2 separate regions of the Sus scrofa genome follow, and region 1 is linked to region 2. The links are chromatin contacts, called in public HiChIP or PLAC-seq maps. All regions are on one chromosome and are shown on one strand. Each heading gives the region's core, a stretch centred on a gene start, on an enhancer-like site or on the middle of the called end of the contact. The rest is flanking DNA. Distances are from core to core; before and after follow the strand shown.

Region 1 (5,329 bases), core at 1,929-4,428, 59 kb after region 2:
CAACATGATACTGTTTAATCTAGGTGGAATTAAGAAAGTACATAAGGATGCAGAACTCCCTGCTTCTAAAATGGATACAGAAATAAGAGTCACCTAACCGTGCCTGAGCTTACCAGCCAAAAAGGCTGGCTGCACGGTTTTCAAGTGCCTTGAGACCTCTGGCAAATTCTCCCTGTGTCATGAGTAACTCCTTAGTCACTGCCTGGACTAGACTGTAGCTCCTCAGGGGCAGGCTCCCAGAAATGCCCCACCCGGGACCTGCTTTCGAGAAGGCACTCGGGGAATGCTTAATGAGTGGAGGAATGGCTGGCCTTTTCTTGAGGTTTCCTCGCATTTACTGTATGTGATGTTACCCTAAGCATCCAAAGTTCGTCAAAACATTGTTGTCTGGTTCTAATTTTATATCTTAGGTTTGATATTCACCCCGCCCCTGAAGAGTCAAGAATGCTGCTTTTCCCAAGGGAGCGAGAATTAACGACTTGCTTCAGCCCCGGGAATGGTGGTACTTGCCTGACCTGTTCATTCGCCCTTAGTCACCCTGCTGAACCTCCTACCAGCACCACGTGGCAGGCTGCTACCTCACGTCCCTGTCTCGCATTCTTGCCTTTTCTTTTTTTTTCCTGAATTGAAGTACAGTGGATTTACAACACTGCATTAGTCTCAGGTGTATATTCCCTGTGCTGTCTACTCCTGTTGCTTATCTATTTTATATCTAGTACCTGGTCTCTCTTAATCCCATACGGCTGGCTTGTTCCCCCGGCCTCCCTCTCCCCCTTGGTAACCACAAGTTTGTTTTCCGTATCTGCGTGTCTGTTTCTCTTCTGCATATATGTTCCTTTGTATTATTTTTATATAATTCCACATATTAAGTGAGATCATGTAATATTTATCTTTCTCTGATTCATTTCACTAAGCATAATGTTCTCTAGGTTCAGCCATGGTGCTGTGAATGGTAACATTTCATTCTTTTCCATGGCTGAATACTGTTCCTGTGTGTGTGTGTGTGTATAAAACATCTTCTCAATCCAGTTGTCTGTGGATGGGCACCTGGCTTGCTCCCATGCCTTGGCTCCCATGCCTTGGCTGTTGTAAGCGGTGCTACTGTGAACACTGGAGTGCATGTATCTTTTTGAATAAGTGTTTTTGTTTTTTTTTTCCATATATATACACCCAGGAGTGGAACTGCTGGATCATATCATAGTGTCATTTTTAAGTTTTTTAAGGAATTTCCACACTCTTTGGCACAGTGGCTGCACCAATTTCCATTCCCATCCCAGTGTACAGGGTTCCCTTTTCTCCACATCCTCTCTGACATTTGGTATTTGTAGAGTTTTTTCTTTCTTTTTTTTTTTTTTTTTTGGCTTTTTAGGGCTGCACCCGCAGCATATGGAGGTTCCCAGGCCAGGGGTTGAATCGGAGCTACAGCTGCCGGCCCACAGCACAGCCACCACAGTGAGGGATTCGAGCCGTGTCTGCAACCTACACCACAGCTCACGGCAACGCCGGGTCCGAGAGCCGCTGAGCGAGGCCAGGGACTGCGCCCGAGGTCTCATGGACACTAGTCGGGTCCGATAACCACTGGGCCACGACAGGAACTCAACTCGCTGTTTGTAGACTGCGTGATGACAGACATGACGACAGCTGCAAGGTGGTTCCTCACCGCGGCTCTCGCGCGCGGGTGGGTCTCTACCAGCAAAGCGATGCTGAACACCTTCGCATGCGCCAGTCGACCACCTGTATGTCTTCTCTGGAAAATGTCCATTCAAGTCTTCTGCCAATTTTTTGGTTTTTATTTCTCTTTTGTTTGTTTTCTCTGCATTGTGCAGTGGGCTCTCAGTTCCCAGACCCGGGATTGAACCTGGGCCGCAAGGGTAGAAGTGCCTAATCCTAACCACTAGACCACCGGGGAACTCCCTACAGTCTCTTTAATAAAAGGCACTGGGAAAACGGGACAGTCACAAGTGAAAGAATTAAACTGGATGACTACCTCACACCATACACAAAAAGTAACTCAAAATGGATTAAATATTCGAGTGTAACACCTAAAACCATCAAACTCCCAGAAGAAAACACAGTGATAAACCCCTTAACAGCAGTCTCGGCAATGATTTTCTTGATTTGACACCAAAAGCAAAAGCAACGAGAGTAAAAATCATCTCGATTCAGCGGCACATACACTGAAATTGGAACAATACAGAGATGATTAGCGTGGCGCTGAGCAAGGATGACACGTGAATTTGTGAAGCGTTTCATATTTTTATTTTATGGTGAAACTGTTGGGGGGAGGGAAGAATTGTGAGAGTGAGAACTGCTGTATAAAACAAAACACATGATTCACAAGAACCTACGGTAGGAGGTCCCGTTGTGGCGCAGCGGACACGAATCCAACTAGGAACCATGGGGTTGAGGGTTCGATCCCTGGTCTCACTCAGTGGGTTAAGGATCCAGCATCGCCGTGAGCTCTGGTGCAGGTCACAGACTCGGCTTAGATCCCGAGTGGCTGTGGCTCTGGTGAAGGCCGGCGGCTGCAGCTCCGATTAGACCCCTTGCCTGGGAACCTCCACATGCCATGGGTGTGGCCCTAGAAAAGACAAAAAAGAAAAGGCAAAAAAACCCCACAAAGGCCAAAGGGAACCCTTGTACATTGTCGGTGAGATTGTAAATTGGTGTAGCCACTATGGAGAGCAGTATGAAGGTTACTTAAAAAATTAAAAATAGAACTACACTGATCCAGCAATTCCACTTTTGGGTATTTCTCTACAGAAAATGAAAACACTAACTCTCACAGTTCTGATTCTAGGAATGTATCACCTTTCTTCTCCGAGAGGAAGTAGGGATTTATACAAAGATTTGGTTACTAGAGGAAGGTACCCTGCCCCCACAAGCCTGGTCCATTTAGCAGGGAGCTTCCTTCAACTGCCAGGCCAGGGATCTGCCCTGCATTCAGCCAGCCAGGGGTGCACCCCGAGCACCAGCCACCCCGCACCAGCTGACCTGCAGGACAGACGGGACTCATGAGCTGAGTTTATGGGTGACTTCCAGGGCAAGAGGCACGAAAGCGGTGCATGACGACATCTGGTGACCCAAAGGTTGTATGGTCATGTGACAGGTCACTTGAATAATCCCCCCGGGGAAGACAGGTCCTGGGGAAGTTACTCTCGGTTGGCATCTGAGGAGCCTCCGGATCTTTCTCAGGAAGCTTTGCTGCTGCAGAGTGGGCGAGCGCCAGCCAGGGCACCCCGCGGGGCAGTGAGCAGTGCCAGCAGCCAGGGCAGTGGGGCCAAGGGCCTGCTCCAGCCGGAGGACCCGGCCTCTCCGCTTCCCTGACACACCTCACCGGGGCCCTCCCCGAGGCCTCTCCTCTCTCTCTGGCCTTTCTCTAGCGGGTTGCCCGCCCCGAGTCGAGAACGCTGGAGTGGGCAGAGGGGTGGGGGTTCCAAGGCTGCGACCTTCTGAGGGGAGGCAAACAAATAAGGCACAGGTAGATATGACAGCCCTCCAAGCGCAGTTTTTGTGATTTGATTTTTGGTTTTTTTTTTTGGTCTTTTTAGGGCCACACCCTATGGAAGTTCCCAAGCTAGGGACAGAATCGGAGCTGTAGCTGCCGGCCTATACCACAGGTCAGAGCAACACTGGATCCTTAACCCACTGAGCGAGGCCAGGGATTGAACCTGCGTCCTCATGGATACTGTGCGAACTCCCCAAGCAGTTCTAAACTGAAGATCTAAGATCATAAGCTGCAAAATCAATGTGGTGTATCATGACCAGCATCTCTTTGAAGAAAACAAATTTAAATCATACTACACAGGAGTTCCTGTTGTGGCTCAGCAGTAACGAACCTGACTAGGCTTCATGAGGACACGGGTTTATGCCTGGCCTAGCTCAGTGGGTTAAGGATCCAGTGTTGCAGCAACTGCTGCACAGGTCAAAACTGGGGCTCAGATCTGAACTCCATATGCCTCTGGGTGGCCAAAAAAATCATACTGTATAATTCCAATTACAAAAAACAAAACAAGGAGAAAAGGAGTTCCCTTCATGGCGCAGCGGAAACCAATCCGACTAGAAAACATGAGGTTGCGGGCTCGATCCCTGGCCTCGCTCAGTGGGTTAAGGATCTGGCGTTGCCATGAGCTGTGGTGTAAGTTGCAGACGCGGCTCAGATCCCGAGTTGCTGTGGCTCTGGCGTAAGCTGGTGGCTACAGCTCTGATTCGACCCCTAGCCTGGGAACCTCCATATGCCGCGAGTGCAGCCCTAGAAAAGACAAAAAAAAAAAAAAAAAAAAAAAAAATCCAACTACATACAATTCTAGAAAATGCAAGCAACTCTCTAGCAGATCCATGGATGCCTAAGGGTCAGGGAGTCGGGGTAGGGGCGGGGATTACAAGGGGCAAGGGGTTCTCTGGGGCGATGGTCACTCTCTAGATTGTGGTGATGGTTTCACAGGTGTACGTGTCTATCTAACCTTACGCATGTGCAGTTTCTTGTGTGTCAATTACACCTCGATCGAGCCATTAAAAGCTAACAGAAACAGAAAACACAGGAAAGGGCAGGCTAAGCCAGCCGGGAAGGAAGAAGAGTGGGCATTAGCCGGGTGAAGGGACAAACACCAGGGGACATGAGGGACGGCCCCTGGGGGGGGTGGGGGGAAGGGGGGAGAAAAGAGCTGAACTAGAGTGAGGAGGGGAGGGGGCTTGGGCGATCCAAGAGGAGGCAGCGTGGCCCTGGGCCCCAGGGAGGGGATGGCAGGTGGAGCTGCCAGGCTCCGCCACTGCTTCCCTCAGAGCTGCTCCGTCGAGAGGAAGGAATTCCTGGTCATCCCCGAGGACAATACCAAGTCAGACAGGACAACGGCAGGAAATACAACAGGAGGAACATCCAGGCTCCGGAAGGCATCCTCCCCCACCCGCGACTCCCTCCTCTTCCTTCCTGAGCCCTCACTTTGAGGACACGGGCTGGAGTCACCCAGGGGCCTCTTCTTTCCAAGAATCTAAGTTATGGGCCGCAGGTGTGACCCTGGGTAAGTTACTTCATATTTCTGGGCCTTAGGCTTCTTGTCTGCAAAGCAGACCTAATCAGAGAAGCTTCCAGCCTTGGGTGGGGAAAGGAAGAGGGCGCAATGGCCGGGGAAGAGGAAGCATGCAGCTCTGGATCCCCTCACCCAGAACTCTCCTGGGGGCAGGGGCGATTTCTTTCTGTGGGCAAGTGAGCACGCTGAGCTGAAGGCCCCAGTTTGCTGAGTTCACCCCAGGATGGGGCAGAATCCCCTCTACCTTCCTCCTAGCAATTGTCCCGAGCTGCAGGCCTGTCCCCGGGTCATCCTCCCAAAAC
Region 2 (5,624 bases), core at 735-3,234:
GCTGTGATGTAGGCCAGCAGCTGTAGCTCCAATTGGACCCCTAGTCTGGGAACCTCCCATATGCCTGAGGGAAATTACTTTAGTTTTTTTACAATGTTATTAATTTTTCAATGGGTAAGAAGTTCACTTGGTTTGAAATTCAAAGGACACAAAATGGCTCAATAAAAAGTCTTTCTTCCATCCCCTGCCCCATAGCCACTCAATTTTCCACCTGGGGGGAGTTTCCATGTTAGCTCAGCAGGTTAAGAACATGAAGTATTCATGAGGATGCAGGTTCAATCTCTGGTCTCCCTCAGTGGGTTAAGGACCTGACATTGCCATGAGCTGTGGTGTAGGTCACAGATGAGGCTCAGATCCAGTGTGGCTGTGGCTGTGGCTTAGGTTGGCAGCTGTAGCTCTGATTCAACCCCTTGCCTGGGAACTTCCATATGCTGCAGATGTGGCCCTAAAAAGAAAAAAAAAACAACTTTTTTTCCCACCTGGGCATGATTGCTTTAGACAAGGGACATCAGGTGAGACCGCTAAGGAGGGGAAAGCTGAGCAGGAACTAGACAGCCATGCAAAAACCCTAGAGAAGAGTGTCCCAAGGCAGAAGAAACAGCCATTGTGAAAGCTTAGTGGCAAGACTAAACTTGGCATTTTCAAGATGAGGCTTGAGATTATGACCATCAAACCTGCCACAATCCCATGCTCTGTCCTATTGGTAACCACTGCAGTGAGTCTGGAGTAGATTTTTCCAGATCTTCTATTGGGCATGTACGCACATGTATACGGTACCTGCGGTGTTGCCTAGATATTTTTCATACCCTATGTATCACTTGGCAATTTGGTTTTTTTACTCAATAGTGTGTTAAAGACATCTTTCATGCCACTTAGGCACCTTACTCGCTATCCATCACCTTCTTGATGGGCATTTTGGCTCTTTCCAATTTTCTTGCCCTTACATCAGTGCTGTCAGATAGATCCTTGATTGAGCTCCTGTGTGCATATGCAGGAGTTTCTCTGGAGTAAGGGGTCTTGCTATCTGTTTTGTATAGCACCTGAGCTAAGAATGGTTTTTACATTTTTAAAGTGTTGTTTTTCAAAAAAGAAGATGCAAAAGAGAGCTTATGCCTAATATGCCTAAAATATATACTATTTGGATGATTATAGAAAAAGGTTGCTGAGTTCCCTGGCGGCTTAGTGGGTTAAGGACCCAGCGCTATCATTGCTGTGGCTCTGGTTACTGCTGTGGCTTAGCTTCAATCCCTGGCCTGGAAACTTCCTCATGCTGCTGCCTGGGCCAGAAATGAAAAAAGAAAAAAAAAAGTTTGCTGACTCTAGTCCAGGTGGCCACACAGAAGTGACACCCCTTCCATTTCACAGATGGGAAAGCTGAGACCTAGAAAAGAGAAAGGACTTGCCGGCGGTCACACAGAACTGGGGTTCTCATGCAGTTGGGTACATGTGTGTTGAGCTGCTTTGCTGGGTTAGTAAGACCCAGAAAGCCATCAAGTTTGCCTCTGTCCACAAAGAACCCACAGCCTGAGGAAACACACCAAAACAACTGTATCCTACCGTAGATCGGGGTTCAAGGTCTCCCAGAGTGAAGTGGAAAAGGGAAGAGGATCACTCCATTCTTCAGAGAAGGTTTAACGACAGAGCACAGCCTAGAAATGACGTGAAGGTCAGGACGGCACCCAGGCAGCAGATTCAGCTTGGAAAAAGGCTGGGAAGGTTAACTTCCTCACCTCCTCGGCTCTGCCCTGAGCTGTTTGTTTTACACGCATACCTTGCACCCAGGCACCAGTGGAGTTTTAGGAGGCTCAGGCAAGAATGCTGAGCCCATACTTACAACCTGCCTCCAGACCTCAGTTTACCCATTTCGAAAAGTGGAACTGATGATTTCCCAGGCTCCCACACCAGCCTAGGGCATCTAACCCAGGCCAGGTGGCGCTCTACGGGAGGGGCATGACCGTGTTGGTGACGTCACGTGGGGCGGAGCCTGAGGGACCCGCTGCGGACGCCCGGGAAGGGTGTAGGGACTCAGCCCCAAGCTGGCGCGTGGGGGTGGGGGCTCGCGGGATCAGGCGCTAGGGAGAGTCCCCCCACCTCCGTGTCCTCGGATTGTTGGATGATCCCGCCATCATCCGCCGACGAAACTGAGTCACGGCGGGGAGTGCGTGGGGAGGGGGTCGTGGGCCTTATTCGCAGCGGGACCAGGAGTCCCATTCCCACTCAGGTCCTGCACCGCACCTCCCCTCCCCCCGCCCCCCCCCACACCCTGCGGCTGTGAGTCAGCGGCCAGCCGCGCCCCCTCGGCCCACTTCCTCCTCACCTTCCCTGGGCGGGCGCGGTGGGGGGGGCGGCAACGAAGGAGGTGGGGCCCCTCCTCACCCATCCCCCTCCTCGGAGGGGGGGGTGCACCCCTTAGTAGAGCTTCATAAACGGGCGGAGGAGAGAGACGTTGGGGGAGGTCCGAAGGTAGGATTTAAGGGAGAAAATTTGAATCTATGCTTAACCAGAGGGTCCTTCTCGCCCCCCACACTGAGTAGAATGTAAAGAAATGGAGAAGTCGATGGGGAGGGTGAGAAGAGATTGTGCCCCCACTGAGAGTCCCCAGAGAATTTCTATCATGAGAGAGAACTAAGGATGAAGGAAGGATCCCTTCCCCCCCAACAAGCTTGCCCCCCTAATTTGGGGGTGACTCCCCAGAGTGCATCGCTGTGCAATAACGTTGGGGAAGAGGGAAATAGCGGAAGTCTAAGGTTCCGCGTTGCCCTTTTAAGCACCCTCCACCCTCCAATCCCACAGCCTGGAGGTGTCCGCGGCCCCTTTAAGGCGCAGGGCATTGTGGGTGCGGGGAGTGGAATTTTGGAACGAAATGTAGCGAAGAGAAGTACAGTAGTAAGAGTAACATTGTAGCCGCCGCCAGCTGAGGGGGCGCGCCGGGGAGGGGACGCCGCACCCCCTTTCTGCCGCAAGGACCCCGGATCAGCTCCCCAAAGGGAGGAGGCGCCTGAGGATCCGCGCCGGCCCTGTCCACGTTCCCCCCAGGAAGCCGGACTCTATGGGGCGGGACCCTGGGGGAGACTGAGCAGAACCTGGAGCCAGCCCCGAACCCCTGAACCTCGAGCCAGGGGCGCCCCGGGAGCACCTACCCCGTGGGCGCTCCGCCCGCCAGCCGAGCAGCCATGAGGTGAGCCTCGAACTGCCTCTAGACCCTTCCCTGCCCGGCGCGGGATCCCGCCCCGCCTTTGTCCCCCTCCCCCCAGCTTGCTCCGGGCTGGAATTTAGGGACAGGGCACTGGGAGCCTCGAATTTGAGGCCGATCCCCCTTGGACGGGCTCCAAATATTGATCACTTTCCCTTGATTCCCAAGGCTCCGGGTGGTGCCGGTGAGGTTCTCCCGGGAGCCCTCAGATTTGGGGGCGCTCCGAGGACTCCCGAATTTTTAAAAGACTTTTTCGGAGGACTTCTAAGTTGTTAGGTACTCCCGGCCGGGAGGCTGGGATTTAGGCAGGGCTCAGACTCCCCCCAAATCTTAGCCGGCCCCAGGAGAGATTATGGGGGGGCCAGTTTGGAGGTCCCTGGGACCTGGAAGAGAGATTGAAACGAAGATCTTGGCTTTCGGGGTCCCTCTTTACATGGTGCCGGGAAACGTCTTCCCAAGAGGACTTTGCCCCTTAACTTCGAGGGCTCTTAACCCCCTAAATTTAGGGGTTCTCGTCCTCCTGTGGAGGAGGCTGGTGCGGACAGATCCACCGACCCAGATGCAGCCTCGAGGATCTGGTTCGGACTCCCCGCCGCTTCCCACTCACAATTTGCTTAAAACGGGCTGTGCCTAGGGCCGAGGGCGGCACCCCGGCCCCGTGCCAGAGGGGCAGCCCCTTTTCCCACCTGCGCGGGCCCTTGGGAGGGAGGGGGCGCGGCAGCTGGGGGAAGGGGGGCCTTTGTCTTCCTGACTCACCTGTCGAGACAGCTGGTGTGGGGGGCGGGCAAGGAGCGCCGTGGGCCGGCTGCTTTCCCCACCACAGCGCCTCCCCCTTCTCTCCACATCGCCCCCCCTTCCCCAGCGGTCCGGAGTTGTGCGGTTGTTGGAGGGGGCGTTGGGAAGCTTCAAGGTCATAGCCCTCTTCCCCTGGGAGCCGGGCTTCCCAAAGAGTTCTAGCTATCTTCCCAGGAATTTAATCCTGGGGACCGGGGGCCCAAGGCACCCAGGGATTTTGTCTTTCCTGGGCTTCGTTCAAAACTCCTGGGCTCACCTGAGGGCGGGGCCGGTGTTGGCTGGGGGACCCGACTAGGCCCCCCTATTCTCCCCTCCCCCTGGCCCCCCATAATCTCTCCCTTGAGCCTGACAATACTACCTCCCTTCCTCTACTCTCGCAGGGACTTCCTGCCCCAGAGCCCCCAGGTTGAGGGGGAGGCCCCGAGGACGGCTGGGGATTAACCCCCTGCTGCCCACATCCTCCCACTTCCCCCACATTCCCCGTACCCCTGCCCTCTCACATCAGGGTGGCATTGCTTTTTACGGCCATCAGAGAACCCCCATTCCCACGTTTGTTCCTTCTGCGGTAAAGGGATTGTTGGAAAATTTGGAGCAAGGGAGCACCCGCAGACCCGCACGAGACTTCCTGCCTAGCCTGCCCCTGCTCACAGCAACATCCCTTCAAGGTACGCCCCGAGGGGGCAGGTTTCGGGAGCCAGGCTCCGTTCCTTCACCTTCCTCCCCGGGGGACTCTCCTCTCCCCCAGCCCCCCAGCCCCGCCCCTTGCCTCCCCCCCCCCCCCGCCGCGTTTCCGGTCCCAGGCACCGTGGAAGGCGGATGGCGGATGTCCGAGTTAGTGCTGCCTCACTCACTGAGACCGTAAAAGGGCAGGAGCAATGTCTGGGCCTCCCGCCCCCCTCCCCCAGTCCCGGAGGCCCTCGCCCTCCCGCAAGGCCCCCGACTGCTGGCCTCGGCCAAACCTCCCACCTCCTGGGGGGTGGGCAGAAGTCGAGCCGAGGCCTGTCCCACCAGAGGGTTACTCCCACCTCGAGAGGGGTCTTCCCTGCCTGTGACCACACCCGACTTCCTGGGCCGGGCCCCTTCTCCCCCTGCCAGGATTCCAAAGGACCCATGCCCCTGTATGGGGGTGGGGGGCAGCTGGGGAAACTGAGGCTCAAAGAGAGAAAGACCTGGCCCAAGATCGCTCAGAAATTCCTAAGCACTACTGAGGAAGGGGAGGGGGCTGGGCTCCTCTGACTTCTGGCTGGTTTGGCTGGGGACAGTCTTGGGGGCAGTTGGAAGGGAGGATGTTGAGATGGAAAATTACAAGATACAGTTCTTTTTCTCTTGGTTTGACAAATATTTGTTGAGTGTCTGCTGTGTCCGGGATTCTGAGCTGGGATTCTGGGAAGGCTGGGAAGTGGGGCAGAGGTCTGAGAATCTCAGGGCAGAAGGGGCTCAAGAAAAACTTGGACCATTTTTTTCGTCTTCCAATACTTGTAATTATTATTATTATTTTAATTTATGTTTTTTTAAAAGTAAGAGACCATTTGATCAAGCATGTACTGTGTGCCAGGTACTGTACTAGGGTGCCTAGATTCAATTTGATCCTCCTAGCAGTTCTAAGAGATTGATACTATTATGACTGTCCCACCTC

The links. HiChIP or PLAC-seq counts read pairs in DNA pulled down with a chosen protein or histone mark.
Region 1: a contact with region 2 is called in an H3K27ac HiChIP or PLAC-seq map of skeletal muscle, with 4 times the contacts expected there. The contact joins the enhancer-like site here to the promoter of VASP in region 2. A contact is called at or near these places in 15 of 47 Hi-C or Micro-C datasets (adipose tissue, brain, embryonic fibroblasts and 7 more) and 2 of 2 datasets of contacts at active chromatin or transcription factors (alveolar macrophages and skeletal muscle).

The regions. Positions count from the first base shown.
Region 1 is chr6:51,928,818-51,934,146 of Sscrofa11.1, forward strand. All of the region lies in intron 2 of OPA3 (optic atrophy 3 protein), which reads right to left. Among named protein-coding and RNA genes, the nearest start is that of OPA3, 36 kb to the right of the region's middle. Within about 2 kb of position 3,179, at least 5 of the 83 cell types and tissues checked have an H3K27ac peak or open chromatin away from gene starts, as enhancers often do. A contact at or near this core is called in adipose tissue, liver, skeletal muscle and 1 more, where this site is marked.
Region 2 is chr6:51,870,826-51,876,449 of Sscrofa11.1, forward strand. It overlaps VASP (vasodilator-stimulated phosphoprotein), which reads left to right and starts at 1,985. Exons shown (of 13, transcript XM_021094561.1): 1 at 1,985-3,178. The coding sequence starts at 3,174. It overlaps LOC110261012 (a long non-coding RNA gene), which reads right to left and starts at 4,252. Exons shown (of 4, transcript XR_002344692.1): 1 at 3,950-4,252; 2 at 1,558-1,649. PPM1N (probable protein phosphatase 1N) reads left to right here. Exons shown (of 5, transcript XM_021094558.1): 5 at 1-321.